Linked DNA regions of Mus musculus: region 2 is linked to region 1. Evidence: chromatin contacts called from public HiChIP or PLAC-seq data. All regions are on one chromosome and are shown on one strand. Each heading gives the region's core, a stretch centred on a gene start, on an enhancer-like site or on the middle of the called end of the contact. The rest is flanking DNA. Distances are from core to core; before and after follow the strand shown. Region 1 has its middle 25 kb from the start of Phf8. Region 2 holds the start of Huwe1 (HECT, UBA and WWE domain containing 1).

The links. HiChIP or PLAC-seq counts read pairs in DNA pulled down with a chosen protein or histone mark.
Region 2: an H3K4me3 HiChIP or PLAC-seq map of bone marrow-derived macrophages shows a contact between it and region 1, with 2.9 times the contacts expected there. The contact joins the promoter of Huwe1 here to the enhancer-like site in region 1. A contact is called at or near these places in 6 of 39 promoter capture datasets (the C10 cell line, the HPC-7 cell line, HPC-7-derived erythroid cells and 3 more), 1 of 484 Hi-C or Micro-C datasets (the G1E-ER4 cell line) and 9 of 115 datasets of contacts at active chromatin or transcription factors (the 230-238 cell line, the SCID.adh cell line, acute myeloid leukemia and 4 more).

What each region holds. Positions count from the first base shown.
Region 1 is chrX:151,492,259-151,499,608 of GRCm38.p6, reverse strand. It overlaps the pseudogene Gm15148. Among named protein-coding and RNA genes, the nearest start is that of Phf8, 25 kb to the left of the region's middle. Within about 2 kb of position 2,893, at least 6 of the 459 cell types and tissues checked have an H3K27ac peak or open chromatin away from gene starts, as enhancers often do. A contact at or near this core is called in bone marrow-derived macrophages, where this site is marked.
Region 2 is chrX:151,798,228-151,805,476 of GRCm38.p6, reverse strand. It overlaps Huwe1 (HECT, UBA and WWE domain containing 1), which reads right to left and starts at 2,195. Exons shown (of 83, transcript NM_021523.4): 1 at 1,908-2,195. It also overlaps the pseudogene Gm18498.

The sequences.
Region 1 (7,350 bases), core at 1,644-4,143:
TCTGTATCAGCTGACATCACTCTGCCAATCACCCTGAGTCTGAGGAAGCAACAATAAACTGTGGCACACCACCAGAAGGTTGTTTGTTTGTTTTGGTGAGTTTCTCTCTATAAAATCCTGACAACTATTTATGTAGCTCAACTATGCATAGTAAGGTGGATCAATGCATGTATGTTGTTAGTGAAGAACCCTTCATCACGTGTCCTTTCATGTGCTTGTTTCAGCACAACATCCTTTCACTTATTTCTGCTGCAGCTAAACGTTCCTTCACAAGTCTGCCTTAGCCTTTCACATGTGTCTACTTTAGCCAAACATTCCTTCATGTGTTTACCCCAGCAAAACACCATCCAAACAACTTTCCAAAGAGCCCTTAAGTTTCCACTTCACACAGACTTGCCTACAGGCCCATCTGATGAGAGAGGGCATTTTCTCAATTGAGAGTCTCTCATCCCATATGGTCAAGGCTTGTGTCAAGTTGGAAAAAAAAACCTAGTCAGCACGGAGGTCTTCTAATATCTTCCTCAATTTCTTCTTCAGTGTTTTAAAGTTTTCATTGTAGAGGTCTTTCACTTCCTATTTAGATTTATTCAAAGATATTTTTGATTCTACTGTGAGTGGAGTTGTTTCTCTGATTTCTTTCTTAGTACACTTGTAATTGATATATAGGAAAGATACTGATTTTAATGCTAATTTTGTGTCTTGCCACTTTACTAAAAGTGTTTATCAGCTCCTGGAGTTTTCTGGTACAGGCTTTGATGTCTCTTATGTATAGAATCATATTATCTGCAAGTAGGAATATTTCAACTTCCTTGTTTGTTATCTTTTTATTTCTTTCTCTTGTCTTACGGCTGTAACTAAGACTTCAATCACTATATTAAATAGGAGTGATCGCCCTTGTTCTTTAGTACTGATGCTTTGAGTTTAGCACAATTTGGACTACAGTTTTGTCATACCTACCCTTTATTATGGTGAAATATGTTTGCACAGCTCCAGGGACAGGGGCAGTGAAGTAATAAAAAGACAAACACGAGCCGGGTGTGGTGGCACACACCTTTAGTCCCAGCACCTGGGAGGCAGAGGCAGGCGAATTTCTGAGTTCGAGGCCAGCCTGGTCTACAAAGTGAGTTCCAGGACAGCCAAGACTATTCAGAGAAACCATGTCTTGAAAAACAAAATTAAAAAAAAAAAAGACAAACACATAAGCATACAGTAAAGCTGGGCTCTCTGATAGAGAAGCTGCAGCACCCCAGAATCTCAGTGTGTTTATTATATACAGTTAAACAGACAGGCAGAGTTATTGCGTATAGCTGAACAAGGAGGTGGGGTTATTTATATAAGGCTGAAAGAGAAGACAGGTTCAGCTTATCTCTCTAAGAGGGATCTCTGTAGAGGATCAATCTTCAGGTGGTAAATATCCAGGTGTAGAAAGATATAGTGGACATTTTCTGCACATACTATCAACATTCACACACAGACCAGAAGGCAGCTTTGCCATCATTCTGAGCCTGACCCTGGGAGAAAGGTGTTTCAATTTTCCCATGGATCTGAGGCTCTAGCTCTTGACTTGGCTGTGCCCAAGTTAACAATACACTGAGGCCTTCAAATATTCAGGGCTTCCCCTGATCCCCATAGTCCCTCAATCCTTAGTATCTTCAGAGCTTTTTATATATTTCATCAAAGGCCTTTTCTGCACTTATTGAGATAATCATGTGACTTCTGTCCAGGAGTCCATTTATGTGATAAATTACATTGATTTATATATGTGAATAATCACTGAACCTTTGGAATGAAGACAACTTGATCACAGTTAATGATCTTTTTGATCTATTCTTCAAGTCCAATTGCAAGTATTTTATTGTCGAGAAATGTTTACACCTATCTTCTTCGGGGGAAATTGGTCTATAGTTATTATATGCTGTTGTATCTTTGCCTACATTTATTGGCTTCATGAAAAAGAGTTGGGAAGCATTCCTTCTGTTTTATGGAATAATTTGACAAGTATTGTTTTTCATTCTTTAATGGCTTGGCTAGAATTCTGCTTAGAATCTATCTGAATTTTGGGGTGGGGCAGATTTACTACTGCACCAATCTTGTTGCTTGTTACAGATCAATTTGAATGATCTCATCTTGGTTTAACATCACTATATAATACGTATTTATGAATTCATCTACTTTTAGATTTTCCAATTTGAATAAATGTAAGTTTTGTAGGTATGATGATACTTTCTAAATTTCATTGATATCTGCTGTATTCTTTCTCTTTTCATCTAGAATTTTATCGATTTGGTCGTTTTTCTGTATTTGCTGGTGAATTTGATTAAGAGTTTGTCAATTTTGTTTATCTTTCCAAAGAGCCATTTTGTCCATTTCATCAATTCTTGTTATTTATTTTTGCTATTGTTTGTTTATATTTCACTGGATTCTGCCATAATCTCAATTATTTCGATCTACTAGTTTAGGTATTGGTTTGTTTTGTTAGTTCAATTTTTAAAGATGCATCATTAAGTAAGGTATTCTGTAGCATATGCATTTAGAGCTATAAAATTCCCTCATGTGTCTGCCTTCAATGGAATCCAATTGATTTAAGTGTTCACTTCTAGGAATTTGTTTCCTTCTTGATTTGTTCAATGGTTCTATCCATTGTTTTCATCATATCATGACTCTATCACTGTTATTATTATGACCCTCTCTGTGTGGGGGTGGGGGGAGTGTGCTGTGGTGAACATGTGGAAGTCAGAAGATAACTCTCAGAAGTTGGTTCTCTCCTTCCAGTATGAGCTCAGAAGATCAAACTCATATTTTCTGCCTTCCTGAGGAAGTGGTTTTATCTGCTCAGTTATCTTGCCAGAGAAGGAATTGCTCCCACACATTATCCAAGTGAGTTGCTTAATCTTCATGGGTTTGGGTATTCATGTTGTTTCACTTCCTGTTAGCGTCTATCTTTATTCCAGTGAGGTTAGACATAATACAAGCAATTATTTCTATTTTCCTATATTTTTGAAACTTGCTTTACTTCCTATTTGATCTATTTTAGCCTATATAGTCTATGGATTCTGTGATGAATGTGTATTCTCAAGTGTTTGGATGGCCAGGCAGTGGTGGCACACACCTTTAATCCCAGCACTCGGGAGGCAGAGGCAGGTGGATTTCTGAGTTCGAGGCCAGCCTGGTCTACAGAGTGAGTTCCAGGACAGCCAGAGCTATACAGAGAAACCCTGTCTTGAAAAACCAAAAAAAAAAAAAAAAAGAGTGTTTGGATGGAATGTTATGTGCCTTGATTTAGGATGTCATTTAACTCATGTTTCTCTATTTTTATGTCTGGATGGTGAGGGTAGCATATTGAAGTCACCTACAATCTGTTTAGATTAACCAGTGATTTAGTATCTAGTAATGTTTGTTTTATAAAATTAAGTAATCAATATATATATGATTGTAATAACCCACTGATTCCAATTAGTGCTTCCTATGTGTGCATGGTTGTAAAGCACCATTTACTGGAGACTGGAAGAAAACTGACTCTTCTTTCCCAGCACCCACCAACTGCCAAAAGCACCCTGCATTTTCTTAAAATTATCACTGACTTTGTCTGAATGATTCAGCTCCTTTACCTTGTCTTCAAGCCCTAATAATCTGTCCTCCACATGTTCCAGTAAGGTTTTCTCCTGGGTTTTTAAATTTTTGATTTGATAACTTTTCCCATCTATAGATTTGTTTCAGTCTGGGTTTTATTCAGTATTCCTCATTATTGAATACTATTTTTGTATCCTGAATTGACTTTCAAATTTCATGCAGCTATTTGTGTTCTCCTGGAATTCATTCAAAAGATTATTGGTATGCTCTTTGAATTCATTCATGAGTTTATGCCTGACTTCTTGAGGTCTCTGAACATATTTGTAATAATTTATTCTGAATTATTCTTCTGAAAATTTCTCTAAGTCCCTCTCAATGGTGTGGCCATTACTATGGTACTGGTTTTTTGTTGTTTTGGTGTTTGTTCTGTTTAGGTTTTTATTTATTTATTTTTTGGCATGAGCACTGGTTGGGTGAAGTTCAAGACAGGGTTTCTCTGTGTAGTCCTGGCTCTCCTGGAACTTGCTCTGTAGACCAGGTTGGCCTTGAGTTTAGAGATCCACCTACCTCTCCTTCCTGAGTGCTGGGATTAAAGGCCTGTGCCACCACTGCCCAGCTGGTACTGGTAATTTTGAAGGAGACAATTTATCTTGGCTTTTTATGGAACTTGTGGTTTTGCACCGGGACATGCACATCCAGAATACATTTGTTGGTTAACTCCTTCTGTTCCTCCTGTGTTGATCGGGCATTTTGATTGGTGTTTGGTGTTTCACCAGTTTGGTTCTTGTTGGCTCAGCTTGCTGACACTTGAACTTCAGTTGTGGAGTCACTCATTGCTGACATCTGGATCGGATAGCTAAGATTATCCCCACATGGCTAGGGGTGGCCTAACCTGTGACTTATATACAGTGCAGTGAGGAAGTTCAGGAGATGGAGTTGAGGCGTTGCTCATCCTCTGATCTTACGAACCAGGGTGCTTGTAAAGTGACAGGGGTCCATTGATAACTGAAAGTCATATATATTCTGACCACATAAACCTCTATGCACACAGGGCTGGAGTGTAGGCCAAGGACAGCAATTGAGAGCTGTGCATTCTCATGAACTAGGTCTCACAGCAAATCAGAGTATATGCTGGGACTGGGAACACACTATCTTGGTTCTCATAAGCCAGAGTGCATGCTGGAGGCAGGAGGGAGATGTGCATCCAGACAGCAGGAGTGCGTTCTGGTATCTGTGAAATTAAATTGTGGAAACTGGAGATTACTTATGTTAATTTATAATTAGGGTGGCTGAGGTGCTCCAGCCTTGGTTAGGTGACAGCAGAATGGTGGGTGGAGTTAAAGCCTTTTGGCCTACTGACATCTGGGGAAATAGCCTGGGATGTACTGACCTCTGGGGCAACAGGAAGGGACCAAACTCTCTGTGTTAAAGGAGTACTAACCTCTGGGGCAATGGGTAGGGGTCGAAGCCTCTGTGGTGCAGACATGCTAGCCTCTGGGATGACAGGAGAGCCCAAAAGGCTCTGCTGCTCAGCACACTGGCCTCAGAGACAATGGGTGGAGACCATTTGTTGTTTTTAAGATACTCCTTCTCTCATGTAACAACAACTATATTATCTTTTTTTGAATTTTGTTATAGTGCATTCTATTTAAATCTTTAATTTTAATCTTAAACTCATTTTATTTCCTCTCCTTTCTGGTACTTTCTTCCCCTAGATTTTCTTCTGGCTGCCAGCTTCACAGCTTAACTCAAATGTTGCTTTTTCAGAGTCATGTCCTGGTCACCACAATTAGCACCCTCATACTGCTCTACGATGTACTATATTTCATTACTCAGATTTATTTTCATCAAAGATAATCTTTCTGAGTTTACTTTAGGGAATTTAGTATTATTATGGTTTGAGTGTGAAATGTTCCCTGAAGGCTTGTTTGCCAAGTGGTGAACTTCCGGTTTATGGGGATATTAACAAAATCCGTGGATCACTCCACTGGTTTATTTGTAGAACTCAAGACTTTGTTGGATGGTCTTGGATAGTAGGAGATGGGAAGGAGACAGGAGATAGGAAATAAGTCAGTGAATGTCAAGGGTTTATCACATTCCTGGTTCCTTGCTCTCTTGCTTCCTGGCTATTAAGATGCAAGCAGCTTTGTTTCACCACAAGCTCTCCAACATGATGTTCAACCCCACCTAAGACCTAAAATAGTGGGGCCAGCTGACCATGCGGTGAAACCTCTAAATCGTGAGTCAAGACAAATCTTTCTTTTAAGTTTTTTATATTGAATATTTTGCCATAGCAATGAAAGTCTAATACAAATGTGATACAGGGATATAACTATTTTTGTCTGAAAGAATAGCTAGTTGTTTTAGCATCAGGATTTCCTTCTCCAAATAACTGTTTCAGTTAATATGTTTTTTTCTATAGTATTTAAGAAAAGATTGAAGGGGGCTGGAGAGATGGCTCAGCAGTTAGGAGCACTGGCTGCTCTTCCAGAGGTCTTGAGTTCAATTTCCAGTAACCACATGGTGACTCACAACCATCTGTAATAGGATCTGATGCCCTCTTCTGGCATGCAGGTGTACATGCAGATAGAGCGCTCATACGTTAAATAAATAAATCTCAAAAAGAAAGGAAAGGAAGAAAGAAGGAAGGAAGGAAGGAAGGAAGGAAGGAAGGAAGGAATGAAGAATCAAAGAAACAAAGAAGGAAAGAAAGAGCTCTTGTCCTTTCCTCTGCCATAGTGTACACTAAGCCTGATTCGGCTTCTCGCCATGTCTTCTCACAAGACTTTCAGAATCAAGCGATTCCTGGCCAAGAAACAAAAGCAAAATCACCCTATTCTTCAGTGGATCCGGATGAAAACTGGTAACAAAATCAGGTACAACTCTAAGAGAAGACACTGGAGGAGAACGAAGCTGGGTCCGTAAGGATTCACACAATGGCAAGACTGAGGATTTATACTGAATTGTCATCAATCAGTCCTACCAGATGGATTTCAACATTTTTAACCTGGAGACTTGCTCGTATCTTAAATTATGATGTTTGTCCAGTAATAAAATATAGAACCTTTCAAAAAAAGAAAAAGAAAAAAGAAAGAAAAGAAAAGAAAAAGGAAGGAAGAAAAGATTGAGTAGAAGATGATATGCTACTAGTTTGATGTCAACTTGGCACAAGCCAGAGTCATTTTGGAAGAGGATACCTCAATTTAGAAAAGGCACCTACTAGATTGGCTTGCGGGCAAGACTGGGGTGCATTTTCTTCATTGATGACTGATGTGGGAGGGCCCAGCCCACTATAGGTGGTGCTATCCCAGGGGTAGTGGTCCTCAGTGGCTCTAAGAAAGCTAGCTGAGCAGGTCATGGAGAGCAAGTGAGTAAGCAGCACTCCTCCATGGCCTCTTCATCAGCTCCTGCTGTAGGGTTCCTGCCCTGACTTCCATACTTGATGGACTACAAGCTATAAGATGAAAAAAAAAACACATTTTTTTCTTTTTTCTTTTGTTTTTTTTTTTTTGTTTTGTTTTGTTTTTTGAGACAGGGTTTCTCTGTGTAGCTCAGAAATCCACCTGCCTCTGCCTCCCAAGTGCTGGAATTAAAGGCATGTGCCACCACTGCCCAGCTTGCAATTTAAAAACAAAAGCAAAACAAAAAAACCCACATTTCTTCCCCAGGTTACTTATGGTCATGACAGAGTGTTAAAATTACTATTAATATACCAAAATCACATTTTAGAATTTTTAAAGATTTACTTTTAACTATGTGTATGTGCCCAATGACTGCAAG
Region 2 (7,249 bases), core at 946-3,445, 310 kb before region 1:
GGGTGTGGTTCATGACCGAAACATAGCTGGTGGTCATTCCAAGAGAATGATTTTGCATTCAAAAGTCTTACACCAGTAGAAGCTTCAAATAGTGAGAACATATTCAAACATGAACCACTGATCATACAAAGTGGCTTATGAGGAAAAAATTAAAAGCAGACAGGAGCGAATAGGTATTATTCCTAAACATAGAAAAATACAGCTGAAGAAATAACAATTTTTAAAAACCTTACCAGGCTATAAAGGTAGAATATGGCACAAAAACATTTATCTACCAATACAGTTTCACATTAAAAAGGCACCCAAACTTTCTGAGGCAAATTTTCTACAAGGTAAGCATTACTACCCTCATTATATAAACAAACAAAATCTGAAAAGTAATTTGCCCAAGGTCATGAGTTCAATGTGAACTGGAAGCAAACACTAACTTTCTAAATCAGGCTGCTTCCTATGAATTGGAAATGTTGGCAGCATCTCCTCAATCTATGCAACACTGGTGCTAAATAAAAAGTAATTCAAATCATGTTATCTACAAAGGAAACACGTGATAGGGAATTAATTGTCTATAATAGAAGTGATTTGAGGAGAAAGGAAGTAAATTTAAATTTAAAAGGAGCGTGACTGTTTTAGGGGTAAAACTCCTGGAGGAAGGAAAAGGTACTGGGGGTCGACACCTTGCTAGGGGATTCAGCTCCTGGGGGTGGGAGGAAGAGCAGTTAAGAGAGAAATATAAGGATTAAGAAGTGAGACTTAGTTCTTAAATGTTGGTTAGCTGTAACAAAACAAAAAGATATACAGACCAGCAGACTACAGAAACATAGGCGGGAAAGGGGGCGGGTCCCAGAGCTTGTAGCGTGGAAGGGGTTGGAAAGGCAAAGTTTCACCTAGTGGGGGCACGAAGGAGACCACTAAGACTGCAATTATCCGACCACTGACCCGTTTATTGTTCTGCCCAAGTATGGTCTCAAAACATTCAAAGTTGAAGAAATCAGTACGCTGTCCCCGCGTCAGGGATAAACAAGCAAGAGGACCTAGGAAAATGGAAGGTTACTGCTGATCCATCCACAAAGATGGAGTAAATGCAGGGAATAAGATAAGCTCTTTTAACATCTGCGCCAAAAGCACCACGGAAGGACATGGGACAGGGTAGATGATTCAGGCTAGGCTCTAAATTAGGACTACAGAGGAGGAGTGATAGGATTTTTTTTAACTTCTCCCCTTAATAATGCATCCCGATATTCACGTAGCTGAGCGATTTGACAGGGAGACAGAATTTGGGAAAGGGAAGGTACTCTAATGACTCTACAGATTGACCTCTCAAACCTTAGCCCGAAAGCCGCGGGAGCAGGGAAGCAGAGCCCACCTCGGATCAAGAAAAACTAGGGGTTTCATATGGGTCGCTGCAAGGGCTGAGAAGCAGCAAGCGCGCAATAATTATGAGAACAATCTTAGGTGCGTCCCTCTCTCCCACTTTTTAATCTAATCCCCAGCCCACTACCCAATGAACTATGGACTCCCTCCCGCACTTCCCAACCCGCCCACTGCGACGACGAAAACAGAGGCGAAGAGCGATTGGTGGGGCAAAGGCAGGCCCACACGAGGCAGAGGCCGGGGGAAATGGTGTCGCTTTAACCGGTAAGAAACAGGATGGTCTTCAGCTCAGGAAGGATTTACCGGCACCACGACGTTTCGCCATTCGTCATCTCCTTAACGTCTGGTACCTGAGAAGCGTCACAAACGCGGATAGCTAACCCCTTGGTACCGTGTAAGAGCAAGACAGGCAGCCGCCGCCGCCGCCATCTTAACAGGCGGCCCGACCCTAGTCACTGCCCCCCCACCCCCAAGGTATCTCCGCCACCGCCGGCGAATCCCCACGAGGACGTAACCCTGCTCCCGCGAGAACTCACCGGCTAAGAACGGCAGCACCAGAAGACGCTGCTCGCGCCTCCGCAGCTCCTGCACTCAGTAGCCAACCTCGGCCGCCGCCTTCGCGTGATCCCAGGAGAACCTCCACCGGACCAGGAAAAACTGAGCCCAGCCCGTCCCAACCCTCGCTTGCCACCAAACCCCAAATCGCCACCGCTCCGCTCTCACCCCACGCGAAGCGAAAAGCAAATGACGCACAACCTCACGGAGCACTACGGGGCGGAGCCAGCATGCCGCCGCCGGCTCCCGCATGCGCCGTAGGAACTATCGCGATATTACGTTCAGCCTCGCCGAGACCTTCGTAATTCACCGCAGGAGACCGCCCGCGCCTCGCCTTTAGGAAACATGAGATCTCGCGAGACCAGGTGCACGCTCCTAAAAAGGAGAAAGGCGGAGCTTCGTGAAAATGACTGGGAGTTTTTTCGGGGAAAGGGAGGAAGCTCTCGTCCTTTAGGGATCTCGCTTACCACGAGGTTTCCGACCCACTGCGGAGCTTGCTACCAAACCTCGCGATGACACAGCTCAGCGCCAAATCTCGGCCATGTCTTGAAAACTACCTCCGCCCCCGATTTAGGTGTCTGGAGCCTGCCTAGTGCTTAAAAAGTCAACCTGTTTATTCTCACGCTTCCAGCAGGGCTGTACCAATTAGCCAAACTCCATTCCGAAAGCGAAAAGAATGGGTTCCCATTGTTACCTGCCTCGAGGAATAACGTGCTAGTCTTAACTAACGCATAAAAGATGTTCAATTTACAATAAACACACAAATGCAAATGGAAACAATGACACACCAGTTTTTGTGCTCAAAACATGGGGGGAAAAATCTAAAGACCTCTAATATCCATACTTCTTCCTTCGCCGCACTGCAGGCTAACCTGAATCCATCTTTTCACTAAAAGCTCATATCATTAGTTCTACCTCCGGAGTCACCAGTTTTAAATATTGAGGCTTTCCTTACCTTATAACAAAAAAGACCCAATAAAGTGGTTTTCTCCAAACAAAGGCGTCTGCCCTCAAAAGCAAATTCAAGCTTGGGGTGGGGAGAAAGGCGCTTGGAGATTTTAATATGGCAGTTTTTGCATGTCTAACCAACAATGTTTCTCCAATAAATCGGGATCCAGTCTGGCCCGTTTGTGAGCTTTTCCATTCTAATCCATTGTTCTGTCTATTCTAATTTAAACATGCTTCCTTCAGAGTACAGTTTAATTGTACAAGCACCCCCATCTTTAAAAACATTTTCTTGGTTATTCTTAGCCATCCCCCCCTCATAAACTTTAGAATCGTCAAGTTCCAAAAACTTAGTATATTTATTGGAATTGCATCAACTGCTTGAATCAATATAGAAAAATGAATATCGTTACAGAATAGAGGCTTCCTATGCAGAAGCCTGATATTCCTTCTCCATTTATGCAAACGTTCTTCCATTGTATTCCTGAAAGTTTTATAGTTTACTTCCAGATATTTTTATTTTTCTTGAAATTTAGAGTGGGGGGGTTGGTATTAAAATTTCAAAATGTTTATTGCTTATATACAAGACTGTTCATATTTAACTACTGACTTTTGTAATTAGAAAAATGAAAATATGCTCAAACAGCAGTAAAATGAAAGCAACGACATGTGATTTTTTACTGTATAACTGAAAAGATATAAAGATAAGTAACAATTCATGTTGGCATAGCTATGGAAAAATAGGCAATATCGTACTACGTTGGAGAGTGTAAATTATTATGGCCTTTGGGGAAGGAGATTTAGATAAATCTATCAAGATTTGAAATACATACACGTTTTGATTCTGCTATTACTTCTCGAAGAATTTCTCCTACAGGAATACCTTCGTACATGTGCACGAAACATACACAAGCCCATTCATTACTTGCAATAGCCCCCTCTCCCCCAAAGAAAACAAGCTAGTGTACAACAATCAGGAAACGGTTAAATAAACTGTAGTCCAAGCATACAATATAGCTATGTAAAAATGGGACACAATTGAATGCTGTGATATACTAAGATACATAAAATAGTTTTAAAAATTAATGCAATGAAACAAAATGAATGTGTGTCCTGCAGCACCATACATATCAGAACACACACACACACACACACACACACACATACATATCAGGACACATGCACGCGCACGCGCGCGCGCCTAGTAGTGACCATGAAGCTTGCCTGCTCGCCCCTCACCTTCCTTTTCCTCTTGAAGCCGCCTTCCTCCAACCCTTAAGAGAAAAACTGAAGGCTGGGCCTTTACTTCTTTTCTAGGGCCACTAGGCCAGGGCCAATGCCGGTACCTCGCATCCCCACTGTTGGCCGCTCTCTTGCGCGCTGTTCGCTGCTTCCCCGCTGTCCTGCTGTCCCCAAAGATGCAGCTAGCTCTCTGCTGGAGGCCGCAGAGGACTGGGGGAGGGGAGAGGAGGAGGGGTTCGAGGAAGGCTGCTGCTACCGCCAGTCTGGCCCTTCAGCAGCCTTTCCCAAAGGCTCTCCAAAGCGGCTACCTCCGAGCCTCAGAGCCAGATCCCGTGGGAACTGCCCCCTACCTCGAGGAGTCTAAAACCGCCCCGTCCCCCCAGGTCCCGGAAGAGGGGAGGGGGGAACTAAGCTCACCTCCGCCGCAGGGGCTTGGCGAGGCCTGCAACAGTGTGCAGGGTCTGAGGCCAGTAGCAATCTTGTCCCCCCCCCCCAGCCCCCTCCCTCGCCCTCGGCTTACAAAGCCCCCCCCACCCCCACGGCTGCACAGCTCACACTGGATATAAGGCTCCTCCTACCACGCGATTAGCCCCGCCTCTGTCCCTTGAGAGGGCGCTCCTGCTCCCTTGGTGGTATATTTTACTCACCTAAGGGAGACCTTGCTGGAGCTACTCATGGTCCAATAAATGCCACCATAGAGGATAGTAGGATCACTAAGGAACTGGAATTTGATTGCTCTACAATGAAAATCCCTGAAGGGATAAAACTTGATATGCATTTTAAAAATTAAGGAACGGGGAGTATAAGAGGGCAAGATGACACACATTGTGGAGGGCCAGAATAAAGGATGAGAAGCACCGTGCAAATCTACAAAGGCACATAGTCCTCCCTCAAACATTTCTCCTTTGTATTAGGTGGGGTGGTACTATGATTGGAGGACTCCATAAACTGTAGATACATTTGTAAATGTATAGAAATAAAAATGACCTGGTGGGAAATGACCCTATTAATTGGTATTTGTCTGGGATAGAGAATGAAATTGGAGAGTAAAAGGATGGGGGAAAGGGCATTGATTTGCAACTCTGAATGCTTCAATAAGGTTTGAATTTTAACAAATGAATTAATTTGATTTTCAAAACAAAAATGAAAAGATGTTAGTGAAAGAACCCTTGAGACATTCATTCCACGTTACAGAATGGTGGTTCAAACCCTGAATTGGGAATCTGCTTAATGGAACCACTCCCTCCCTCCATGTGCAGTTTTCTGTACAACCTAAGAAGATGCACAGAGGGCCCTTTGAGGTAGTCTCATTGTATATTCTTAACAAAGGTGTATTTCGTGAATGAGTGTTACTCCATTGTAAGGCTGATTATTTAACTAATGTCCTATGTTTAGGTCTTATTATTATTTTTAAAAACAGACTTGGTTTTTATCATAGCAAACATTGGAAAGGAGCAGCCATGGTTCTGTGCCATCCATCCATGGCCTTGGCTTCCAAAAGGGCTACAAGATAATCAGGACAAGCATCTCAACTTTGAGCAGTAACTGATCAGACAGCTATGTATCTTTGCTTGATAAAATAGCATCTGAGAAGTGGTCCAGGGACTTTTATTTCCAACAGCAGCCACTTTCAGATCATAAGGATGGATCTCCCTAAGTTTCTTGAGTAGCTGACATCCATTTGGACCCAAATAGCTTGTCTTGCAACTTCTGAGTTCTTGGTTGGCTTCTGATTTCTCAGTAGACCCCTGTCACCCTGGGCCAGCTCCTTGTCTTATAGAATTTCATAACTGGCAAGAACTTTCTTAAAGGAGAGGACCCCTGGATGGGGTGGGAGCAGGAGAACTCACTCCATTTACAGCCTGAAATCTTCTTATTGAGGACCAGAATTTCAAGAGAGTCATTCATCTTGTTGTACTTAAAGATGCAATCTTTGGTAGTGCAGAACATTGGGTTTCCAAGCTTGAAATGTGCCTGAAGGTCTTGAGCCATCCATCCTCATATTTTCTATCAGAAAGGACTTCAGTTTATCACCTATGGTGATGTGGTAGCCTTTGCAGTCAAAGTAATGCTTACCATTGTTCATCACAGGCACACCTCCATGAGGAATAGCACACTGATGCACTGGATCTCATCAAACAGCTTGCTTGTTACTTATTTGCCAAAGATACTCTCTAGATAGAGGAGTACGTTGCTTGTTATTCCACTTGATCCTGTGGTTGTAACCCTCCCTATACTTCTGGGCACCCTCACTGGTAAGACAAGAGAGCACGCCCAGCATACTAGTGCTCTGAGTATATTTCTCTGTGGGAAACTAGCAAAATCCAGCTTATACAGCATAGCCACCTATATGTGGACACCAAAAGCCTACTAATGAATAACATACAAGTGATGTATAGTGAGGTCACATACATGTCTTTCATGAACTGCAATAAAACAAGGATAGCTTGCTGTGTCATCACCACTTTTTAATCTCTGAGAATTTCTTGCTAAGGAAGATGACTGTTTCTCCAGCATTGCACAAAGATTCCTGGTCCAGATGCAGAGTGGGTACTTCCTGAGCCCATCTATGAAGAGAGTGAATTTGGGAACAGCAAATAGGTGACTGAGAAAAATCTAGATATAGATATTGTCCATTCCTACCTTTCTCTTCCAGAGGATTCCCTTCTTTTTAAAGATTCTTGTATCTCTTAATGTTCCTCACTATCAAATCCTTCCAGGTCAGCTCATGGTGGTTAGAGAAATGCTTGACTATTTGATTGCTGGGGACCCTGTGGACAGTTTGACACTGAACAATATTTTTGCTTGGTTTGCTCACACATTCTGTAGACATTTAAAAAGTTCCAATCATTGTGGGGGGGTTGTTTTGCTTTGTTTATTGGTTTTGTTATTGTTGTTGTTGTTGTTTAGACATTAAAGTTGTTGATCAGTAGTGATGTCCCAATGTGAGTGACCCATTTTCCTCTTCCTGCCATGATCCTCTAAGGTGACCAGAATCCCAGGTTTCTCTCAAATTTCACTTATTCTAGCCTCTGGGTCTCACTTGATGTCAGATTGCTACACTATCACTTCATGCTATGAGCAGAAAAGCAGAGAATTGAATTAGACGCCTTGTTCCCACCTCATCACTACTTCA